Regions from separate parts of the Anser cygnoides genome. Here all the other regions are linked to region 2. Evidence: chromatin contacts called from public Hi-C data. All regions are on one chromosome and are shown on one strand. Each heading gives the region's core, a stretch centred on a gene start, on an enhancer-like site or on the middle of the called end of the contact. The rest is flanking DNA. Distances are from core to core; before and after follow the strand shown.

The links. A called contact is a pair of places that touch in the nucleus more often than the background predicts.
Region 1: a Hi-C map of liver shows a contact between it and region 2, with 5 times the contacts expected there. The contact joins the enhancer-like site here to the promoter of MGARP in region 2. A contact is called at or near these places in 2 of 7 Hi-C or Micro-C datasets (both in liver).
Region 3: a Hi-C map of liver shows a contact between it and region 2, with 2.5 times the contacts expected there. The contact joins the promoter of MAML3 here to the promoter of MGARP in region 2. A contact is called at or near these places in 2 of 7 Hi-C or Micro-C datasets (both in liver).

Annotation. Positions count from the first base shown.
Region 1 is chr4:41,130,512-41,133,607 of Taihu_goose_T2T_genome, forward strand. All of the region lies in intron 1 of MAML3 (mastermind like transcriptional coactivator 3), which reads right to left. Among named protein-coding and RNA genes, the nearest start is that of MAML3, 76 kb to the right of the region's middle. Within about 2 kb of position 1,635, at least 2 of the 3 cell types and tissues checked have open chromatin away from gene starts, as enhancers often do. A contact at or near this core is called in liver, where this site is marked.
Region 2 is chr4:40,847,872-40,850,930 of Taihu_goose_T2T_genome, forward strand. MGARP (mitochondria localized glutamic acid rich protein) reads right to left here and starts at 1,548. Exons shown (of 7, transcript XR_010831459.1): 1 at 1,379-1,548; 2 at 324-427. LOC136790815 (a long non-coding RNA gene) reads left to right here. Exons shown (of 5, transcript XR_010831479.1): 5 at 2,458-2,592. It overlaps NDUFC1 (NADH:ubiquinone oxidoreductase subunit C1), which reads right to left. Exons shown (of 4, transcript XM_066996699.1): 4 at 2,923-3,059.
Region 3 is chr4:41,206,216-41,209,467 of Taihu_goose_T2T_genome, forward strand. It overlaps MAML3 (mastermind like transcriptional coactivator 3), which reads right to left and starts at 1,731. Exons shown (of 5, transcript XM_048074966.2): 1 at 297-1,731. The coding sequence starts at 734.

The DNA.
Region 1 (3,096 bases), core at 385-2,884, 280 kb after region 2:
ACAGAAGTGGCACATTTAAAGCAAAGGCAAGAAACACAAGGTTTCTGAAGTGGCAACAGCGACAGCAGCAGCAGCGATGGCAGCAGGTTAGCATTTGGCTAATTGAGCCATTCAGGTTAATGAGCTCCACAATCGTGAGGATCCACTGGAAGAAAAAAAAAATCATTTCTTTAACATCATAAGCATGGAGAGTCTGCTAACACAGGTTTCCAGAAGTCCTATTTGTATCAAAGAGGAACGAGAAGGACACAGGTGAGGGACTGAGGAGACCCCCTCCCCAAGGCAGCAGGGCTCGCCCAGGCACCTATTTGAGACGCCAAACTGGAACGCCGAAACAAGACCCTTCCCGACAGCAAATTGTGCAGGCTCTCCAGCTCCTTCCTTCCAGTGGAATAATTAACAATGCTGGCAAGTACATTATCATAAACTTCAGAGTTAACACCCCCACTGCAAAGAACAAAGGCAGTTCACATCTCTCCCGGAGCTCCTGCTGCAGACTGGGTGCAGACTCTGACAAGTTGCTCTGCGCCAATTTAGATTCCACGCACATTGGGAAGATTATGTTCATAACCACGAGCTAGGGAGCGCTTTTTAAACGATGCCGAAAAACACAGAAAGCAGCTTGCTGAAAACCTGCAAGCCAGCCCAGACCACCTCCTGGTTACGGCGTTGCTTTAGCTGTATTTAGGCAGAACTCAAACAAATCAGCATCATCACGCATGGCATCCTTTATCTCAAAGGACCCTACAGCGCTGCTAGACTGAGGCTGCATCCAGCACACACCTATTGCCAGGCAGCCTCTCCCTTGGTAGTCCTGCAAGTTGGAAAAAGCAGCACGCCTGTAAGAGTAGGTCCTGCACACCTACACAAAGAGTATTTCCACCTCGGACAGGCAGCCAGCAGTTGACAGCAGAGAGCAGGGCCTCAGCCCTGGGCACAGGTGAGGCCCTGGAGAAGGTGACGTGGCTGATACCTGCTCTGCACCAGGCACTTTCAAGACTGGAAATGCCGGCGGGTGTTGCAGCTCAAAAAGGACATGCAGGGAAAGTCTCTGTGGTCCCATGAGCTCACCTCAGGTCACTGGATCTTTCTAGTTTATAAACTCCATCTGGCTGGGGTCCCGCCTTAACGTAACCTTCGTATTTCTGCAGGTGTTGCACTTCTCCTCCGTGACCGGGGAGGTTTACAATAGAGGAGAGGTTTCTGTAAGGGGCTTGGTGATGGGACTTCTTTTTCTCACTGGTCTTCCCCATAGCCAGGACAAAATTTCTGGTTGAGGGGCTGGTGCTTGGTTCTTTCGGGATGGTTTGGCATGGTGGAGCGAGCAGATGCTTTGTATTTTTAGTGGGTTCTGCTGAGCGAGGCTGGATTGCTAATGGAAACCCAGGATACGTACAGCTTCAGAGAGACATGTTTCTCCACGTGCCAAGCTGAATAACACAGCAAACAGTTCAAGGTGCTTCACTAGAGATACTTGAAGTTCTTGCAGCTGTTTTAGTTTATTCTGCAAAGTTCTCTTTCAAGCAGCTGTCACAAACTCCATGAGTGTGAAAACAAAGGGCTGACATTTCCAGGAGGCAAGTGATGTCAAAGTGCAGCAACCTTATCCAAGAGGTAACAAAACAAAGGAAAATAATGCCATGCACTGGGAAAATGGATGGCCCGTACAGACGCCAACTGCACTGTAAAAATAAGACAAGACTCCAAACAACTCTAATCAGGCCACCCCTTACTTCTCCCCCTCCCAAATGCCTCTGGGTTTGGGCTCCAGAAGGAACAGTTGCACCTGGGGTTCTCAGTTTAACAGGGATTTAGTACATCCAGCCTCTCTGCAAGGCAACGTGCTCTGCTCAGCCAAAAAACGACCCTCAACCGTTTGGGAATCTTGGGTTTCTGCCTCTTTTACAGCAAAAAAAATAGTCCTCTCCCAGACAGCAGACCTGTTTTCACCTGACCTCTGTCAGCTAAAGATGCTGGCGCCAGCTTTGCGGAGCGTGCGTAACAGCGCTGGGTACGACCTGCCGTGTTTACTCCACGTTAAGTATTAACGAGGCCTGGGCTATCTCAGCCAAAGCCCTACTTCAACAGGCAAGATCTGCCCACAGAAGTGGCTTTCTACAAACACCAGCCCGGCCTCTGGGAAGAATAATGCATCCCAGGAACAGGGAAAGGGGGACAAAGGTATTTTCACAGTGCTTAGAAGAACCAAGCTGTAAAACAAAGGAGGAAAAAATAAATCGGTGTTTGTAGAAAACTCAGCTGTTTGTCAGTCACAGAATGCTTATTTCCATCTCCAAGAAATACAGAAGATTTCGCCTTTGGAGAGGACTTGTGGATTTCTCTCACAAATAACTAACAACTGCTTCTCAGCAGACAAAGGGAACAACGGTCCTCACTCGATTCTGCAGGGATTCATCTTTTCGGTTTCTTATACACAGTGGAAATGTAAATTTTGTTATCTGCTGCTACGGGGAAGGGAACCTGGTCAAAGTTGATTACGGCACATCCTCGGGATTCAAAACGTACCGTATCCCATGCCCGCCGTAATGAGTTTTATTTTAACTGCTTTTGGCGATTGCTTTAGTGGACGCTGGAACCGAATAACTAGCTCTGCAAGCAGAATGGAAGCAGCCACGCTGCTGCACAGCCAAGGTCTTGTCAGGGGGACTTGGACATCACCCATAAAGGAGGAGCGGAGTGGACACCTATTCTCCTTAATGGGTATTTTTTATAAAATCTAAAAAAACACACCACAGAGCCATTTTTTTCAGGTAGGCATGCTTCGTCAGGGGTATACAAAGGTGCCACAGTTGCAGGCAGGCGAGTCGTGCCTCAGCACCAAGGTGTTTCCCCTGGATAACACTACAATATCCTTGTGGCCAGACATCTGCCCCTAACATTTACATTTTCACCTTCCTGCCATTTAAAATGCTGTATTTTACCCTCCTTTCCCACCTATAACCTCTCACTGACAATTTTGGTCTGGGGGACATCAGGAAACCTATTCAGCTTGCTCTGAAGCCAAAAGAAGAAGGGATTTTCTTCCCAGCTTGAGGGAAACAAGTCACACTGTCTGCACTGACTGTACCCGATTAG
Region 2 (3,059 bases), core at 298-2,797:
TAGTCGCAAGAAGAGGCAAGGTGTTAGAGACAGATGCTTTACTCTGTCTTTGGACACATTCATTTCACATGGCTTTAAACAGGTTTCCCACTGAGAATCACTGTAGCTATGCACATCAAAATAACAGTAAAATAGGCAAGCACTATATTTTGTCTGATTAATTCTCTTGGACTGATTTTTATGTTAAACTGCTTTAACTATGTGCTATGACAACCACATTTTATTGACAGAGTTTACATCCTGACCCTATTTTTTAAACGCAGAACACGCCTGAAACCACATCAGCTCAGAAAGCACAGATAGCTCCACTGCCAATCACTTACATAAAATAAACCACCAAAAGCAGCAACGCCAGCAAGGAGATAGTAAATCATGTTCTCTCCAGAAGAGCCAGGAACACTCCCAGATGACATCTGGCGAAGCGGTGCTAGAAAAAACGTTATTGATAGCGATGTAAAATTACTGCTAAAATAGGATCATAAAATAGAATTTTGCAGTCTGAGCTTTAGATGGGAAGGGACCATCAAAAGATCTGTAGCAAAACGGGGGGATGTAGCTTAGCAATGTTTAGTACAACTGGCTAAAATGGGGTGTGGTGCCTAACATGAATGGGGTACACAGCTGAGATCTTCCTAAGAGCGTAAGATTTTCTGTGAACTGTTGTCTGCCTACATCAGCTTCCAGGTACTGGATGTCAGCTAAATAGACATGCTCAGCCTAAGAATTAAAAGAATTAATCTGGCGTTATTCCGTCTTGCTGCAGTCACGATCAGCAGCGGTAACAAACTCCCTTCGGTGTAACAGCAGTGCACTTTAAGAAAAAGCCGTTTCCTTTCGATCCACGTTGTTTCGTTGCAAATAGGCTGCTGACCTTTAGATGCATACCCGTAACCGCGAGCGTTGGCCAACAGGGCAGGGAGGCAGGATTACACAACCTGATCACCGATCGGGCGCTCATCGCACCAGAAAGGCAGGGTTAGTCATCGATTTTCGTTCGTCATTCCTCCAGCTTCGCTGCGTGCTGCAGCCTGGAGATGCTTCAGCACAGCTCAAAACCCGGCCCCCCGACCAAACGCTGTCTGAGGACCGAGCCGTCAGCCGCGTTCTGCGCCTTCATCCCGCACGAGAACCCCCGCAGCGCGCCCAGAACGCGCTCGGCAGCCTCAGGAACAGCCGCAGCCGCCATCACACGCCGGGTTACGGATAGCATCACCTGCCTCGACGCGCTCCTCGGCCGCCCCGGCGGGGCACGGCGGGGCACAGCGGGGCGCCTCACGCCCTTCCCGCCCCCTCCCTCAGGCGGGGGAGCCGCCAACGGCCCCCACGGTCACCTCGCGCGCCCGCCGCACCTGTGTCCCCCCCCCCCCCCGAGCCGTACCGCGGTGCTGGAGGCGGCCCGCCGCCGAGGGAGCCCGGCTGAGGCGAGCGGCCAGCGCCTGCGAGGCGGCCCTGCACAGGTACATGGTGGCGGCGGCGGCGGCGGAGCGAGCACCGGGCGCTGCGGGAGCACCGGCACGCACCGCAGTCCCCCCGCCCCGCCCCGCCCCGCCCCGGGAGGCGGTCGGAGCAGCGAGGGCGGCCCCTTCGCCCGGCGCCCCGCCGGGGGAGCCGCGCCGTGTAACGCCAAGGGCGTTCGGGTCGGGCGCCCCAAAGGCGGGCTGAGGCGGGCCGGCAGCGCAGGAGGCCAGCCACAGCCCTCGGGTCCCGTTAGCCTGTAAAGCGTTTCAGGGTCACTCGCCCACACGGACAGCCGGCTGCCCCTTCTCCAAGCAGCCTTCAAGCTCCCCTCCTGACCACGCAGCGCTCGTCCCGCTGGCTGTCATCATCCCGCTGCCGTCCTCTGCCCTTGGTCGACCTTGGCTTATGGCAGGTGCAGGTGTGAGTCCCCAGGAGGCAGCACGCTGCCTCACAGACCATCACCAGAGGCGTGCTCTCTCTGCACCAGCACCGCAACACACAGCGCATGAAGGCCGGCACCTCCGCCAGCCAAGCTCGCTCCTGCCTCTCCTCCAGACATACCCAGAGCGCAGCGCTGCACGCACTCCCCCTCTGCTGCCCTTCAGAAATACTGTGAAATTGCATCACTGTCCCTTGAGCTGGTAACTACCGCACCTTCACGGAACACATCCTTGGTGAACAGCTGGGCACAGCTACCTGTGACAGGTCTCAAAGAGCTGGAAAGCAGAAAACTGCCTGTGCCCTTAAGAAAATATGTAATACCAGTTGGGAAAGGGTAAACTAATGAGCCGTAGGTCAGTTAAACAGTTCTGAGGACTGAACTTTCATCCTAACTTTCTGTAAGCACGAAGTACGTTTATCTTCCACGCCACATCAAAAGCAAAGCAAGGTTACTGCCAAGGAAATAATAGTAGTGATCAAACCCACAGAATTTAATGGTTGGTTATTTCTGATTTTTTTTGGTATTATATCCAATAATGCTTCATTTCTGTTCTACAGGAGGCGAAAAAAAAAAATCAGACCACAAAGAAATGAAGAACAATAGTCAGTACTCAAAGAACTACAAGATGTGTAACAAATTACAGCAGGTCTTCAAACCACTGGGTCAGCCTTTGAAAGTCTATCTAGCGAAAACTGAGCTGAAAGCTTTCCCTTTGGCATGTGAGGTAGAAAATGCATTTTCAGCATTTATACAAATAACTATTTTATTAGAATTCTGGTAAATGTCATTCTTATATTTGCTTATTTTGGAAATTCAGCCATGAAAATAATGGCAAGAGCACTCAATTTTTGAAATATTTGCTAAATTTCCTCTTAAATCACTCTTGAATTTGTAACGCAACCTCCAGAATAATAAAGACAGTTTGTGAAAATTATTTTCAAAACTGTGAAAAAGGTAAATGCTATATGAAAGCAGTTTATGAAAGACAGTAGAATGAAAACACATGGCAAGAAGAGTCTTCGTAAGTTTCTTCCACATTTTATCATTTATTTTATAATAATGCACATGAAATGTATGAACAGGTAAGTGTTTAGATACTTTGTACTTCTGCTGTGCTCATTTATCCACAGGACACAACCGATGATGATATTTCTTACCA
Region 3 (3,252 bases), core at 481-2,980, 360 kb after region 2:
TAAAACCCGAGCAAACTTTAGGAAGCGGCTGAGCGCAGCCTGCTCTCGCCTGGGGCGCCGGCTGCCGGCCTCTCCCGGCGGCGGGGAGCGGAGCCCCGCGCCCCAAAACACGCACCCCACGGCCCCGCTCCCCCCACCCCCCCAAAAAAAAAATATAAAAACACAACAAAAAGTTTGCTCGCTCCATGCAAGTTGCGCGAACGCCCCCCCCCCCCCCCCCCCCCACACACGCTCCGTGCCCGAGGCCGAGCCTCCCTCCCCTCCGGTGGGGGGCCCGTGCCGCCCCCTGCCCTTACCATGATCAGCGTGTGGTTCCTCTGCTCCGCCGCGGCGGGCTCGGCATCCTGCTGCTGCTTGCCCTGCTGCTGCTGCTGCTGCTGCTGCTGCTGCTTGGCGCCCGTCTTCTTGGCCCTCTGCTCCAGCGTCCTCTGGTAGAGGCTCACCGTGTCCCTGCGCTCCAGCTCCAGCTGCTCCGCCTGGGCTTGCTGGTACCTGCTCTCGCAGCTGACATGGTGCCGCCGGCAGCCCTCGATGCGCTGCCGCAGCCGCTCCACCACCGTGCTGTGCTTGGGGACGCCGCCGCCGGCAGCATTGTTCCCGGGGGCGGCGGCGGGCGGGCCGTGGGGGGCGCCGCCGACCCCGAGAGCGGCCCCGCCGAGCCCGCCGCCCAGGTTATTGTTGATGCAGATGCCCCCGCCGTTGGAGGCGGCGGCGGGGGCCGCGAAATCCCCCATCGCCTGCCCCGCGCGCACTATTTTGGAAGAAGTTTGGAGCCTGCCCCCGGCGCGCACGCAGTCCCCTCCGGGGTCCCGGCGGGATACTTTTCAGAGGGCCGCCGGGGGGAGGAGGGGGCGCCGGCATGTAGCGGGCGAGCGGCGAGCCCCGGCGAGCGTCCCTCCTCGCCCCCAGCCAATCCCCCTCGAGGCTCTCCAAAACATGAAGCGGGGAGCGAGCGGCGGCGGGGGGGGAGAGGAGGAGGAGGAGGAGAGGGAGGAGGAGGAGGAGGAGGGAGGGAGAGAGGGAGGGAGGGAGGAAGGCGGCGAGCGGAGGTGCCGGGAGGTTATCGCCGGCGGCGCGGCCACCCGCACGGCCAGCTGTGCTGCTGCTGCTGCTCCTGCTGCCGCTGCCGGTGCTGCTGCTGCTGCTGCTGGGGCGGCCGCCCCCGGGCGCTACGGGGCCGCTGCCTGCCCCCCATCGCCCATCGCCGCGGGACCGCCTCCTGCCCCCGGACACCGCTCCGCCGCCGGGGAGCGAGCCGCATGCACGCGCGCGGGGACGCGGGGACGCGCGCCCCCCCCCACCCCCGGTTCTCCGCCGGGCACGCGCCGCGCGCCCCCCCGGCATGGAGCGGGGCGGGGGGGCCGGCGCCGGGGCTCCCCGCCTAGAGAAAAGTTTTGGGGCCGCCGCCGCGCCGCGCCCGCTGCCCGCCCGGCCGCATACCGGCGGGGGGGAGCCCGGCGAGCGCCCGCGGGGCCGGGGCCGGGGCCGGGGCCGGGGCCGGGGCCGGGGCCGGGGTCGGGGGGGGCAGCAGCAGCAGCGAGGCTCCGGGGCGCTGCCCCAGCGCCAAGCCCGTGCCGCGCCGCTCCGCTCTGCGCGCTGCTGCTGCTGCTGCTGCTCCTGCCGCCGCTCCTGCCACCATCACAATGATCGAGCGCCCTCCTCCTCCTCCTCCTCCTCCTCCCGCCGTGCCCGCGCAGCGCTAGCAGGACGGCGGCGGCTCCCCCGGGCCGGCGGGGAGGCAGACCCGGGGACGCGGTGCAAAACCCGGCGCGGAGCCGCCCGGCAGGAGCGGACGGCTCCCCCGGCACGGCTCCCCGCGGCCGGAGGGGGCCCGCACCCCCCGGAGGGCTCCCCCGGGCCGCGGGGCTCCTGCCCGCGGGGACGCCCCCCTCGTTCTCCTAAGGGGGATCGGGAACCGGGGAGCACGGGGCGCGGGGCGCTGCTCCGCAGCCGGCTTTGTCTGCTCCAGCCGCTCGGCGGGTGACATTTGCTTTTCGCCTCGTCCCCATCGCGGCGGCGACGGCACCGGCCGGCCGCACCTTGCGAGGCCCCCCCGGGACCAAGGGGCCTGCCTGCCCCCCTCTCCCCCCTTCCAACTTTCCTTCAGCAGCAGCCCGAGGAGCGTAGCTGCCGGCTGCTCCCGGCGCTCGCCCCTCGCTCAGCACGCGGGGAGCAGCCCCAGCTGTGCTCGGGGGGGGGCTGCGAGCCCTGCCTCGCTTGCGGGGGAACCTCTTCAGTCCTCCCTCCGGCCCCAAAACACCCCTGCGTTGCTCTCCTGCAGACAAACGCGCGTAAAAAGGCCGAATGCGAGGGCCGGCGGGGAGACCCGGGGGCTGTCCTGGTGGTTTTTGTGGAAGCGGAGTGCCGGCAGGCCAGCGCCTCGGCCGGCGCCGCTCAGGTTGAACTTCCCAGTACTTTTTTGGGCTCCTCCGCAGTGCCCCCTGCAGCCCGCAGCCGGCACGCAGACAGCTCGCTGCAGCGCTGCTCCGAGCCCAGCTCTGCCGGGACACCGAGACACGCCGGAGGGCTGCCGGTTATCCCCGTGCTGTTACTGCTACTTGTAGGGGCTGCTCCCTGGGGCATGTCCCAGCAGCTGTCTTGTTTTCCTCACGACTAACAATATGCATCGCTTCTCAGGCCACACGGAGTAACACATCCCAAACTTTCCGCGTTCCGCTTGGGCAGCGAGCACGACATGCTATATCAAGTGCATGCTGCATTGCTAGAGAATTAAATTCCAGCATACTCTGAATTTAGGCTTTTTTTTGTTGTTGTTAAGTCTCTCATCTACCTATTTTGCTTCCGCCAGGGGACGATGATTTGAGCAACAGGTTGGTAGTAACCAAAGCGCTTAATGTTTGAAGTCTTGCAAACAGATGCATCATCAGGTCTGTGAAAAACATCTGAATACGTTCTAAAAACGGTTGATTCTGATCAAAAGACACGTTTGAACTGGCTGAGGTTGAAACAAAGCCGAGCAAAATTGTAGCCCTCTGTTTCCCCATTCATGTTAAGAGCAAAAGTGGTGATACTTGCATTAGTCTACAGCGCAACCTTGTAGAAGACAGAGCACTATCCCTGTGTCTAAAGACAATCAACAGAATTAGCACTTCATAAAAACGTCCATTACCTGTGTCATTTTGCAGTCGTCATTCAGAACCCAGGAGCTACAAGTAATAATTTTCATCCAACAGGAGAGTTTTCTTTTTAAAACCAAGTCCTGAATGGCAATTGTAAAGCAGCATAATAGAG